Linked DNA regions of Mus musculus: regions 1, 3 and 4 are each linked to region 2. Evidence: chromatin contacts called from public HiChIP or PLAC-seq and promoter capture Hi-C data. All regions are on one chromosome and are shown on one strand. Each heading gives the region's core, a stretch centred on a gene start, on an enhancer-like site or on the middle of the called end of the contact. The rest is flanking DNA. Distances are from core to core; before and after follow the strand shown.

Evidence for each region. Promoter capture Hi-C pulls out the DNA fragments that hold promoters and counts their contacts. HiChIP or PLAC-seq counts read pairs in DNA pulled down with a chosen protein or histone mark.
Region 1: an HNF4G HiChIP or PLAC-seq map of pancreatic cancer cells shows a contact between it and region 2. The contact joins the promoter of Pcsk6 here to the promoter of Lins1 in region 2. A contact is called at or near these places in 2 of 115 datasets of contacts at active chromatin or transcription factors (embryonic stem cells and pancreatic cancer cells).
Region 3: a contact with region 2 is called in a promoter capture Hi-C map of hippocampal neurons, with 3 times the contacts expected there. The contact joins the enhancer-like site here to the promoter of Lins1 in region 2. A contact is called at or near these places in 5 of 39 promoter capture datasets (the 3T3-L1 cell line, cranial neural crest, hippocampal neurons and 1 more) and 2 of 115 datasets of contacts at active chromatin or transcription factors (bone marrow-derived macrophages and large pre-B cells).
Region 4: a contact with region 2 is called in a promoter capture Hi-C map of the HPC-7 cell line, with 4 times the contacts expected there. The contact joins the enhancer-like site here to the promoter of Lins1 in region 2. A contact is called at or near these places in 6 of 39 promoter capture datasets (the 3T3-L1 cell line, the HPC-7 cell line, cranial neural crest and 2 more) and 2 of 115 datasets of contacts at active chromatin or transcription factors (the NIH/3T3 cell line and bone marrow-derived macrophages).

Annotation. Positions count from the first base shown.
Region 1 is chr7:65,860,769-65,863,468 of GRCm38.p6, forward strand. It overlaps Pcsk6 (proprotein convertase subtilisin/kexin type 6), which reads left to right and starts at 1,368. Exons shown (of 22, transcript NM_011048.1): 1 at 1,368-1,675. The coding sequence starts at 1,403. Gm20684 (predicted gene 20684) reads right to left here and starts at 1,274. Exons shown (of 3, transcript NR_169041.1): 1 at 1,077-1,274; 2 at 222-469.
Region 2 is chr7:66,688,543-66,691,302 of GRCm38.p6, forward strand. Lins1 (lines homolog 1) reads left to right here and starts at 1,347. Exons shown (of 8, transcript NM_152815.2): 1 at 1,347-1,481. It overlaps Asb7 (ankyrin repeat and SOCS box-containing 7), which reads right to left and starts at 1,019. Exons shown (of 6, transcript NM_080443.2): 1 at 558-1,019; 2 at 281-378.
Region 3 is chr7:67,563,874-67,566,573 of GRCm38.p6, forward strand. The region is part of intron 5 of Lrrc28 (leucine rich repeat containing 28); the gene reads right to left. Among named protein-coding and RNA genes, the nearest start is that of Gm23233, 5.5 kb to the right of the region's middle. Within about 2 kb of position 1,363, at least 23 of the 459 cell types and tissues checked have an H3K27ac peak or open chromatin away from gene starts, as enhancers often do.
Region 4 is chr7:67,596,163-67,598,862 of GRCm38.p6, forward strand. The region is part of intron 5 of Lrrc28 (leucine rich repeat containing 28); the gene reads right to left. Among named protein-coding and RNA genes, the nearest start is that of Gm23233, 27 kb to the left of the region's middle. Within about 2 kb of position 1,374, at least 30 of the 459 cell types and tissues checked have an H3K27ac peak or open chromatin away from gene starts, as enhancers often do. A contact at or near this core is called in the HPC-7 cell line, where this site is marked.

The DNA.
Region 1 (2,700 bases), core at 118-2,617, 830 kb before region 2:
ATAGAAAGGATGGATCATCTGAGGTAAAAAAAAAAAAAAACCCAAGGACTCCTGAGAGGGATGTTGGAAAAGACTTCAGTTGGCCCTCTGTCTCTCTCTCTGTCTCTCTCTCTCTGTCTCTCTGTCTCTCTGTCTCTCTCTCTCTCTCCTGTATCCCCTAGCATGTCTGTCTGTCTGATCTGCCTGGCTATAGACTCAGGCAAGTGAATTCCATACAGTACCAGTCTGGGAGCCAGGTGCTCTTGGAACCTGAGCGTTGGTGAGGTAGCTTCTTTTGTGACTCAAGGCCTTCTCTGCCTTGTTTTGCTGTCTTCGGTTTCCTGGTCCCCCTCTTGTATTAATCAGGCTGAAGGTTTGCTTTCTGTATGAGGCCAGTTGGGACCAATGGGCCGTCCGAGGCTTGCAGCCATCCCAGCCTCTCATTGCATCTTCACAGTATGAACGAGTCCCCGGTTTCTCCAGGCTGTTCCTGGAGGGAGGGGTGAGGATGAGTCAACTTACATTCACACTGACTGGTCCTAGCTCAGTGGGTACTTTTAAGAGTGTACACCATCTACTGAATACCAAGCACGTGGCAGGCCCTGGGCTCATCAAAACAAACATTACTGTCAGCTGATTGCAAAGGAAGAGCTGACATCCTCAAAACAGCCCGATGGATGGATAGATGCTATTGTTATCCGCATCTTACAAGCCCAGCAAGAACAGAAAGGGGCCCAACATCATACAGATGCTAAGTGGTCAGCTAAGGAGTTCACCTGTACAACCTTCCTAGCAAAGCCTCAGCCCTGTATGGACGCTGTGTCCTCAATACTCTCATAGACTCCAGCTAAGTTTGCCACATGCCCTTTGCCCATGCAATGTGGTCTTGAGGTTGGGCCAGATCCTGGGACACCCCAGTGTTTTCCTGGCATCGTTTTCCCCTGAAGATCCTGCACATTTGCATGTTCACTGCCACAGCTAAGTTGAGCAAGGCTGCCTAGCCTTGGGGACCCCAGCAGGTGAGTTCAGCCTCCAGGGGCGCAACCGGTAGGAAGGTGCCGCTCTAAGTCAACTCCTCCGGGATATGGGGAACTCACGTGGGATGCCCAGAGCCCTCCCGGCTTCTAGCAGAACGCGCGGAGCCCAGGCTGCCACTCCGGGCAGCGCCGTGTTCCGAGAGACCCGAAGTCTCGAGCCTCCCCTGCGCCGGCCCCCGGCTGCTGGCGGGCCGGGAGACTGCCGCACGAGCGCGGGCCCAGGGGCGCCACCGGGCCGCGCGGGCGGGAACGCGCCGCGGCGGCCTCCTCCTCCCCGGCTCCCGCCCGCGGCGGCGGCGCTTCCCCGGCGCGGAGCGGCTTTAAAAGGCGGCTCCCCACCCCCCGGCGCACTCGCCGCTCGGGCGCCGCGCGAGCCTGCCGCTGCCATGCCTCCGCGCGCGCCGCCAGCGCCCGGGCCCCGGCCGCCGCCCCGGGCCGCCGATGTCGCGCGGGGCGCAGGGGCCGCCGGCCGGCACGGACTCCCGCCGCTCGCGCTGCGCCCCTGGCGTTGGCTGCTTCTGCTCGCGCTGCCCGCCGCCTGCTCCGCGCTGCCGCCGCCGCGCCCCGTCTACACCAACCACTGGGCAGTGCAAGTGCTGGGCGGCCCCGGCGCGGCGGACCGCGTGGCTGCGGCGCACGGCTACCTCAACTTGGGCCAGGTGAGTACGGCCGGCCCCGCGCGCCCCAAACTTTCCCGGCCGCCGGCGGCCACGCGCGAGGGGGCGCCTTGCCAAGCCCGCGGCCAGCGGCGCCGCGTGGGAAGGCGACCCGTATCGCTGGGGACGGCGGGGGCTTCTTGCGGGGACTCTCTGGGAGAGCCGTGGGACACTCGGCGGGAAGGACGTGGTAGGCTGCGTGGACGGTCACGCGGGAGGGCCCGAGGCCGTGGGTCCCCAGGCGATGTCGCCGAGCATTCGCACTCGGAAGTGTGTGGCCTCGGAAGCCCAGGTCGGGCGCCTACACCTGCCCAGCCGCGTTCGAGTGGGCGCCTAAGGGGTCGCTGCGCTCTGCCCACCCGCGCCATCATCATCGTGTACCTATTTCCCTGTGGCCTTCGAGCCTTAGCTCCGTCTCGGGCCACTCTGCCCTCGACGGGTCGCCCGGAGCTCTGGGCTCCCGTTCGTGCGCCAAGGCAGTCAGGCGCTGGTTGGGCGATGTGAGCATGACCCGGGCAACTCAGGGACTGGCTTTCCCTCTGTGTGGTGCGCTGGTGCCTGTGTCCAGAAGTCAGGTTTGGGTCAGGGTGCAAGCAGGACCCAGAAGCTGCAGGTTGGTTGTAGGCTGAACTCTGCACTTGAAACCTCTCTAGGCAAAGACATGGATTGCTTTGCTTTGGGCTCTGGATGCAGCTGGAAAGGCAGCTGTCTGCCCACTAGCTGCATGACCTTGGACATGTCATTTCTTGACTTGCTCATCCGTAAGGGTGGCGACTTTGTACTGCCTGAGGTTGTTGAGATGAGCCGGGAGTGTTCAGAAGCAAGGCACTACTCATGGGATGCCCATTCTCTCACCCCTGGTGGTATAAGCTGGCTGTCATTTATACCAAGAGAAGCCGAGATAGGGCACTAGGTCCGCGCAGCTCCCAAGGACTGCCAATGCAGGGTGCCTTTCCATATTGCAGCCCCGCAGAGGGGCAATGGGGGCAGGTTGATTCCGGTTTATGGTCCGTGGAGGGACCTCAGCA
Region 2 (2,760 bases), core at 97-2,596:
ACAAAAAGGTCTCCAAGCCTCCGAGCAGAGTACATGACACAGTATACCAAAAGATAATGCAAAACACGGAAACGCTCTGATCAGGTCCCAGAAGACGTTTCTGGGCTAGAGAAGTTACTGGGGTGTTAAGGACCAGGCATGGGCAGTGCTTCTGGTTTTGCTAGGAAACTAGGATCTAAGAAAGCTTGCATTCCCAGGCAACCACCCTGGAAATAAAGCGTTACTTAATGAGGTAGGGGCCAGGAGTAAACAATGGGGGAAGGGAGGTCTGCCTCTTTACCTTTCAAGAGGATGCTGGTCCAAAGCACTCTGTTTATTGCTCCTCTGGTGGGTGGCCAGACCCCTTCTACTCGCGAGTGTCCTCCAGCAAGCTCAAACCTGGAAAACAGAAACCGATCAGTGGTGCAGTGATCCAGGGGCGAGGAGAGGGCTCTGAGGATGGGGGAGCTTAGCAAAGGCTGGAGGGTGGCAAGGGCAGGCAGGCTAGAGCAGGGCTTCTCCCCCAACCCCCACCCAGCCAGCCCCCTCCCCTCAAGGGAGGAAGAAACTGACTTTACCTGTGTCCTCAGTTGCAGCTCCTCTCTCTCCTTTCAGCCTCCTGCACATTCACCAACTTCTCCATTGAAGAAACACCCCAGGCAGGGCCGGACACCGTGTTCCTGATCCTCCTGGGTGCTTCACGGCCCCAACCCAGAGAGCATCCAGATAGTCGATCAGGCTGGGGGTGGCGGTCTTGGCCTCGGAGCAGCCTCCGGGAAGGGGCGCTGGGAGGAAGTGCCGGCTGGGTGGGGGGGGGGGGGGGCAGTCCCGGTCCAGGGGCTCAGACCAAGGGTCTGCCGCGCGCCGGGCCGGAGGCTTTCAGCTACCGAGGGACTCAAGAGGTCTGGGGACAGAGAGACCCTAAGTCATACCAGGTCCGAAGTGTCAGCAGCAGGGTGTCCCGACAGGGGGCTTTCGGGATGCACTTTGCACTGGGCCACCCCCGCCCCCTCCTTCCAGCACTTTGGGGTCACTGGGATGGGACCAAGCCTTCGACAGCCAATCAGCTGCCGCACTGGAGCCTGCGCTCCAAGCCGTAAACCAGATCCGCGGTGGGTGGGGGTTGGGGTAGGGGGTGGGGGCGACTTGGTTGGTTGGTTGCTTCCTTCTCCTCACACAGATGCCCCCACCCCCTGGCTGTCGTAAAGCTGCCCGCGGATTCGCGACAGTTAGAGGAGGCGGGCTAATAGAGGCTGGGACTTGTCTCCGATTGGTCGCTCTCCCTTCGTCCCCTCCGCTTCCCCGCAGCGGTTCTCCAGGCTCCACCCCCAGCCTGGAGACTCTAAGCGGTTGCTAAGAGACACTGTACTACGAATGGGGCTTCTACGCCTGCTGAGGGAGGGGCCGGCAAGGCCTTCCGTGGAGTACGGTGGCCTGGAGTAGGCAGCTGTGGGCACGAGTGGCCGGGCGATGGCTGCGTGGCCCGGCGGGATGGCAGCCAGGTAAGCAGGAGCCCAGGTTGAGCTGGGTGGCTGGAGCGACACGTGCGTGGCAGGCTGAGCGACGGGGGAGGCGACAGGGCCGAGAGCAGGCGATGAGGGCCCCTACTCGTCGTCGCTCTGCGGTGCTTCTTGGAAGCGAGTGGCGATGTTTGGTGCATCTGTCGGTCTCTGAGACCCGGTTAGCTTCCAGGCTGCCTCGCCCAGCCTGCGAGAGAGCACGCTCTTTGGGATCGCGAGGCTGGTTCAAGGGCTTGCCTGCGAGGATAGCGACCCTAGTGGTTTCTTGTGAATGAAAAGAGCCGGGGGAGGGGGGCGCAGAGTGGGCACATTGATACATTGTTTAAATGCATTGATTCTTTTAGCAAGTGTCTACTGGGTTGACACTACTCTAGTTGTTGGGGAGACTTTGTGAACTTTTCTTTCCTTTCTTTCTTTTCTTTCTTTTTTTTTCTTTTATCTTAACAAGAGAAGATGAAACTGCAGAATGATTAGGGAAAAAAAAAAACCCACAAAGTAATGGAATACAGTTTGACTAGGATGCGCTAGACTCTTAGATTGTGAGCCAGGTCTCCCAGAGAATGACATTTATGCTCTGTGAATGACAAAAAAAACTAGCCAACAAAGATCTGAGGGAAGGCCTTTACAAGCAGTTAATCTGAAGTGCAAAGCCTTTGGTACTTTAATAAGTTTAGGGGAACTGTGACTGAGTAAGGGGAAGAAAGATGGAAATGAGATTAGGGGGTGTGGGCAGACTGCAGATTTTGCAGGAATGTATAGGTCATGCCAGAATGATTCCCGTTTCTATGTTTTGCATTGATCACATAATAGAGAAAGCTGTTATGGGAATTGGATTCCTGGGGATGATGTAACCTATTGCGATATTTTGTTGCAGGTGGGAGTCAGTGTTCGATTTGCCTCTGGGTCTTTTTTTTTCTAGGCTGATACTCGTAGAAAAAGTATTCCTTTGATGTCTTCCACAGGAGTAACTTCTTTTTTTTTTTTTTTTTTTTTTTTGGGATTATTCAGACTTAAAAAGAGATTCTTTTTTTTTTATTTTTTTCATTTTTTATTAGGTATTTAGCTCATTTACATTTCCAATGCTATACCAAAAGTCCCCCATACCCACCCACCCCCACTCCCCTACCCACCCACTCCCCCTAGGAGTAACTTCTTATGTGGACAGACTAACTTCGCTAATTCCTAGAAAAGGTTATAAGTAAGAATAAGGGTTTGATGTGGTACCAAAACTGAAATATCTTGAAGACAATAATACTATGGC
Region 3 (2,700 bases), core at 113-2,612, 880 kb after region 2:
AGGAAGGTAGACCTCTGAGTTTGAGGCTAGCCTGGTCTACAGAGCAAATTCTAGGACAGCCAACGCTATACAGAGAAACTCTGTTTTGAAAAACAAAAAAATGAAAAAGGAAATTAAAAAAGCCAATCAAATGTATAAGGATGTTAGACTGCCTCTCAAATTCTAGCCATCGACAAATACCAGGCCAGACCCCTCCATCCGTTCAGCCTGGGCAGCTTGGATTTAAGAGGGCATTTCAGTCCAACAAAAAGGCTTCTAAACAAGTTTAAGACCAGAGAGGAAAGAGGGGCCTCTGTGAGTGCTGGGTACTCCAGAGGTGCCCTTGGTGGAAGGGTCATTGGTCCTAGCAGGAAGGGAGACCCAGCAAGGTCATTCTTAGACCCTGGGTCTAGTCCAGTAGCTAGAAAAAGGGACCAAGTGGCCATAAAGTCTCAGCCACTTTGATGGGGCTTTTCCACTGGGACCCTGTTGTCAAGCCCTTGGCCTCCACCTTACCAGGTGCCATTTCTTCTCAGAAGGCCACTGCCCAGGGCCCCAGGCCGCCCCTTATGGCCAGAGACCGGTTAAAGCCCCCCTAGTTCCTCCTTGTGAATAGAACTTCCTCTGCCCTAGCCCTTACAGTAGTGTAGAAGGCCACCCCCGCACCCCCAACCCTGCTCGTGTAGAATTGCCTATAGTATAGTGTGGTGTGCTTTTACGTCATGGCAAGTGGGCAGCGGTCAGTGGGCTGTGCACAGCCGTCTGTCCTTTGAATCTCAATCTGCCTGCTCGGCCCGTGCTGTGTTCTGTGCTGTGTCCATAAGCTGCTGCGACCCCTCCCGGTACTGACTTCTCTATAAAAGCTTCTCTTCGCATAGTCACGTAGCTCCTGCCCATCCCCCTTTGGATATCTCTCCAAAGTTTTATACTCTTTTATATGGCTTTTTGCTTTGAAATTTAAAAATAAAAAAGACACGATATCTATAAGAAGCACACTTTAGATTCGAAGGCACAGCTATGCTTTAAGTCAAAGGAGGAAAAAGCACAGTAGCAAACAACAACCACAGAGAAATGAGGTTAATTTTCTAATTATCTATCTATTATAGGATATGAGTTCCTTTAAGAGATAGAGGAATATTTCATAATCGTTAAATGATCATTAATTCAGGAGAAATCAAACAATAATTACAAGTATACAGATACATAATGAAAACTCAAAATGAAGGGACAAAAACGTCACAAGTGAGAAGAAAAAGTATCATTTCAACGATGACAAGGGAGCATGTGACACACCACTGTCACCAACCCACAGAGCCACAGCTCATGAGAATGGCAGGGATACAGTCGACTCAAGCTTTGCCATCAAGCAAACTGCTCTTTTGACACCCTAGCAACCACACCAGAAAACACACTCTGTTTGAGCACATGATGCACTATCCAGGGCTAACAAGGCACTACACCATTAAGTATGTCTCATATTTAACAGGACTGAAATCATACAGAGGAGGGACTCTGACCAAATGGGCATTAAAGTAGAAAGAAATCTGGGAAATCCCCCAAATACTTGAGAATTAAGCAACATATTTCTAAATAACCAACAAGTAAAAGAAATTGGAAAGAAAATTAGAAAATATTTTTGAGCAAATGAAAACAATCCAGACAAAATGCCCAGAGTGACAGGAGGGTAACAGGGGCATGGCAGAGGGTGGCTAGAGCTTGGCAGCTCTCACTAGGAAAGCTCCAGACGTGCTCCCGAAGCTCCCATCACGAGACAATGGAGGAAAAGGAATGAACACTAACCATGGGATAAGTGCGGAGGGCAAACTAAAGCTGCAACAATGAAGGAGAAAGCTCAAAACCGGAAACTCAATGGAAACAAGAGTCAGCTCTTAAAACACGACAAAGCTTAGGCAGGACACACACTGCGTGTGCTCTCAGTTGTCATTACCTGGGAAAGTCTAAACTCCTGAGCTAGAAAACAGACCACGGACTGATTGACAGAGCCTGAGGGGTGGACTCAGGCTGGCTTGCATACAAAGAATATAAAAAGATTCTGGGAAGGAGAGGCACTAAAAATCTCATACACCTGACTGGATCCTAGAAGACAGAGTTTTCCGTATGTTAAAAAACAAACAAATCCCAAGAATTATCTTAATTTTCTTTATAAAGTTAACTTTATTATAACTGTTATGCAAATAATACAAATGCTTATTAAAGCAAAATTTTAAAATTCATATACTGATTTTCTGAACATTTTAAATCAGTACAATAGTTATTCTGAGTATAAATTCAAATAATTTAGTTTAGCTGCTTTTATTTCAATGAAAAAGACTGGTAATTTTCTAAAAGAAAGTTATTTTTTAAAGTCTTTTTGCTCTGTCCTTATCATGTGTTGTATGTGTATATACATTCACAAGTGCCTTCCTCAGTTGGTTTGAGTTTTTGAGGCAAGGGCTCTTACTGAACCTGGAGCTCACAGGCTCAGACAGACTGGCTGGCCAGGGAGTCTCAAGAGGTGGAGCTCCTGTCTCCAAGACCCCAGCAGTAGGGCTACAGATGGATGCTGCCACCCTTGTCTTTTTATGAGACAGCTGGGATTTGAACTCAGGGCTTCATGCTTACGTGGTAGGTCCTTTACTGGGTAAGCCAGTCCCGCAGCTCCCGCTTTATCATTCTTGATATTGAAAGGGTTTATAATGAAAGTGATTTAAACTAATAACT
Region 4 (2,700 bases), core at 124-2,623, 910 kb after region 2:
CCACCTGTCAGCTAACTCATAAGCAGTCAATCCCGTAGAGGCTGCTTGGTAGGAAAAGCAGTAGTAAACCCCCAGAGAGCAGCCTCCTGGCAGCCATCTAAGTGGTGCATTGAGTTGATTTTGGACTAGTTAATAAATAGGGGCCACAGCCCAACTCACTGTCCAAATGGCTAGCTAGAAACTAAGACAAGTTCACACTCTCCTCAGCCTGAGAGGTCTAATGTGGGAAATTCAGAATGGAAAGTGCAATTTAAAGTTTCATGGGGAAAGTAATGCATATACAAGGAGTTCTATCCACCCTGGGCCCTAGTTTTGCAATAACCAAAACCAAGAGATAACAATCAGGCTCTGGGGAAATAAGCAGGCTTTAGACAACCTGCAGCAAGAATGGAGGAAATGTGTCTATCTACCAAGTTAACAGCTGACTACTTCCTTCCTGGGCGATCCCAGAATTGTCTTAAAATTATTATTATTTTTTTTAAATTTTGAAGCCCAGTTTCAAATCTTGTCAACTTCTTTAAAACTCCCTAAGAGATCATCAATCTTAGAATTGATGATGCATTAAATGGCAAATCCATGTGCATTAAGAGAAAAATATCCAAAAAAGGATCAAGCCCTATTGCCTTGAGAAAACAACTTTGGCATTTTCCGGCACTAATGTAAAGATAAGTTTCCTATGATGACATATTTTCAAAGAAACACTTTCCTATTTACTGCATGGTGTAAACTATTGTTAAATGTATTGTTACATTCTATCACTGCTGAGAGTTATTTGCACTATAATAAAGGAATTTTCTACAAGATTAAAAAAAATAATTTGAATAGCAATTAAGCATGCATTAAAATCAACTGTGTTCCCTGTTAAGTTTCAAACCCAGGACAAACAGTTGAGGTGTCTATTTAACTTATCCAAGCAGACCTGGCCTCAGCTTCTGCCAGCATCTCTGAGTTCCTACCAGTTACAGGGCAGGGCTGTCATACCCTGCCCTCTAGCCCCACCCCATGCTCTTCCCTATATGACACAGCCATTTTGCTTATATGCCCCTTTTGTGTCTTAGGCCTCCTGGCTGCTATACCTCCTTCCCCTCTCTCCCTCCTTCCTTGTTCTCACCCTCCCCCCAACCCCCGGTTCCACACATGGCCCAGCTCAGTCTGGTCATATCCACTCTGGACTTCCCCAGTGTCCCTGCCTCTGGCTATGCTCTCCCACATATCTATAATAAACTTTCTCCTCCACCATTCCTAGGAACAGTCATGGCCTTTCCAATTTTTTTTTCCATTCATTTCCCACTGAGACCAATGAATGCTGCCTTGTAAGAGATAAATACTTCATTAATAAAATTTACTTCATAATAACCCAACTCCAATGTTGACAAACAGACAGCTGGCCTCCTCACACATAACAAGAAAGACTAGAATAGTTTGATTTAACAGAGAAGAGCAGCAGGCCAAGAGACTCAAGTTCTAAGATTCTTCTCACAAACTCAGAGGCAACTGACTGCTGCAGGGCCACCCAGGACTCACTGTGTAGACTTGGTTAGCCTGCCTCTGTCTTCCAGTATGTATCACAAGACCAGGCATCCAGAGCAAAGTGTTAGTGATCAAAACCCAGTGATACTCCTGGTACAGGTCAGACAAGAGCACAACATCATCCAGCCTCTGTGCAAGGCATCAGACATGAGAAATAGCCATGGGAGTCGGGATGGTGGACTCCGTTAAATCCCAGCACTCTGAAGGCAGAGGCAGGCAGATCTCTGAGCTCAAGGCCAGCCTGGTCTACAGAATTCCAGGACAGCCAGGGATACTTAGAGAAACCTGTCTTGAAGAACAACAACAAACAATCACTGAGTAAAACTAGCAACTAATGTCCACATATTACTTATGAGACATTAAAGATCCAAGTACGAAAGCCAACTTTGGAAAAGGAAACTTTCATTTTGTGTGTGTGTGTGTTTTAACAAAACAGACCTGGAGTGTGTGGCAGCAGCTTAGGTGAGTGCCTTTAAATAGTCAGGGATTTGTGAAGTGCAGAGCACATGTAACTTAAGCTGTGTTTTCCTCAAATCCCCAAGCATCCATTTGCTTTAAGAAACCCACGCTTCCTGGCTGGGCGCCTGCATACCAAACCTGCCAGGTCTTGAATAGTTTTAGTTCTGTTACTAAATTAGGAAACTAAAGTAGGCAATGTCTGGGCCAACAACAAACTAAAAAGGCTCAGCATCATTAGCCTGCAAGTCTTCTTAAAAGCCAGGTCATTAGAAGATATTTAATTTTTAATTAGAGATACCAAAGTAATTTAGCCTAATAAGGAGCAATACTAGAAATAATTAAATGAAGACAAAAAAGAAAAAAGAAAGAAAAAATTAAAGAAAAAAAAAAAGAGAGAAACCCAAGCATTTAACAGAGTATTCTTTAGAAACAACCTTCATCCCTGTGTTGGAAATAAACCAGCCCTTGAGGCTCAAAGACGCAATGGCGGATGCTAAAATGTGTTTCAGAAGCAACAGAGAGGCAGGTGAAGTTCATCACAGCTTTACAAAGACAGAGGGGGGAGAGAGGGGGAAGACAGGAGGAAGAGAGGAGGAAGAGAGGGGGGAGAGATGGGGGAGAGATGGGGGAGAGAGGGGGGAGAGAGGAGGAAGAGAGGGGGGGAGAGATGGGGGAGAGAGGGGGGGGGAGAATGAATGAATGAGAATATTC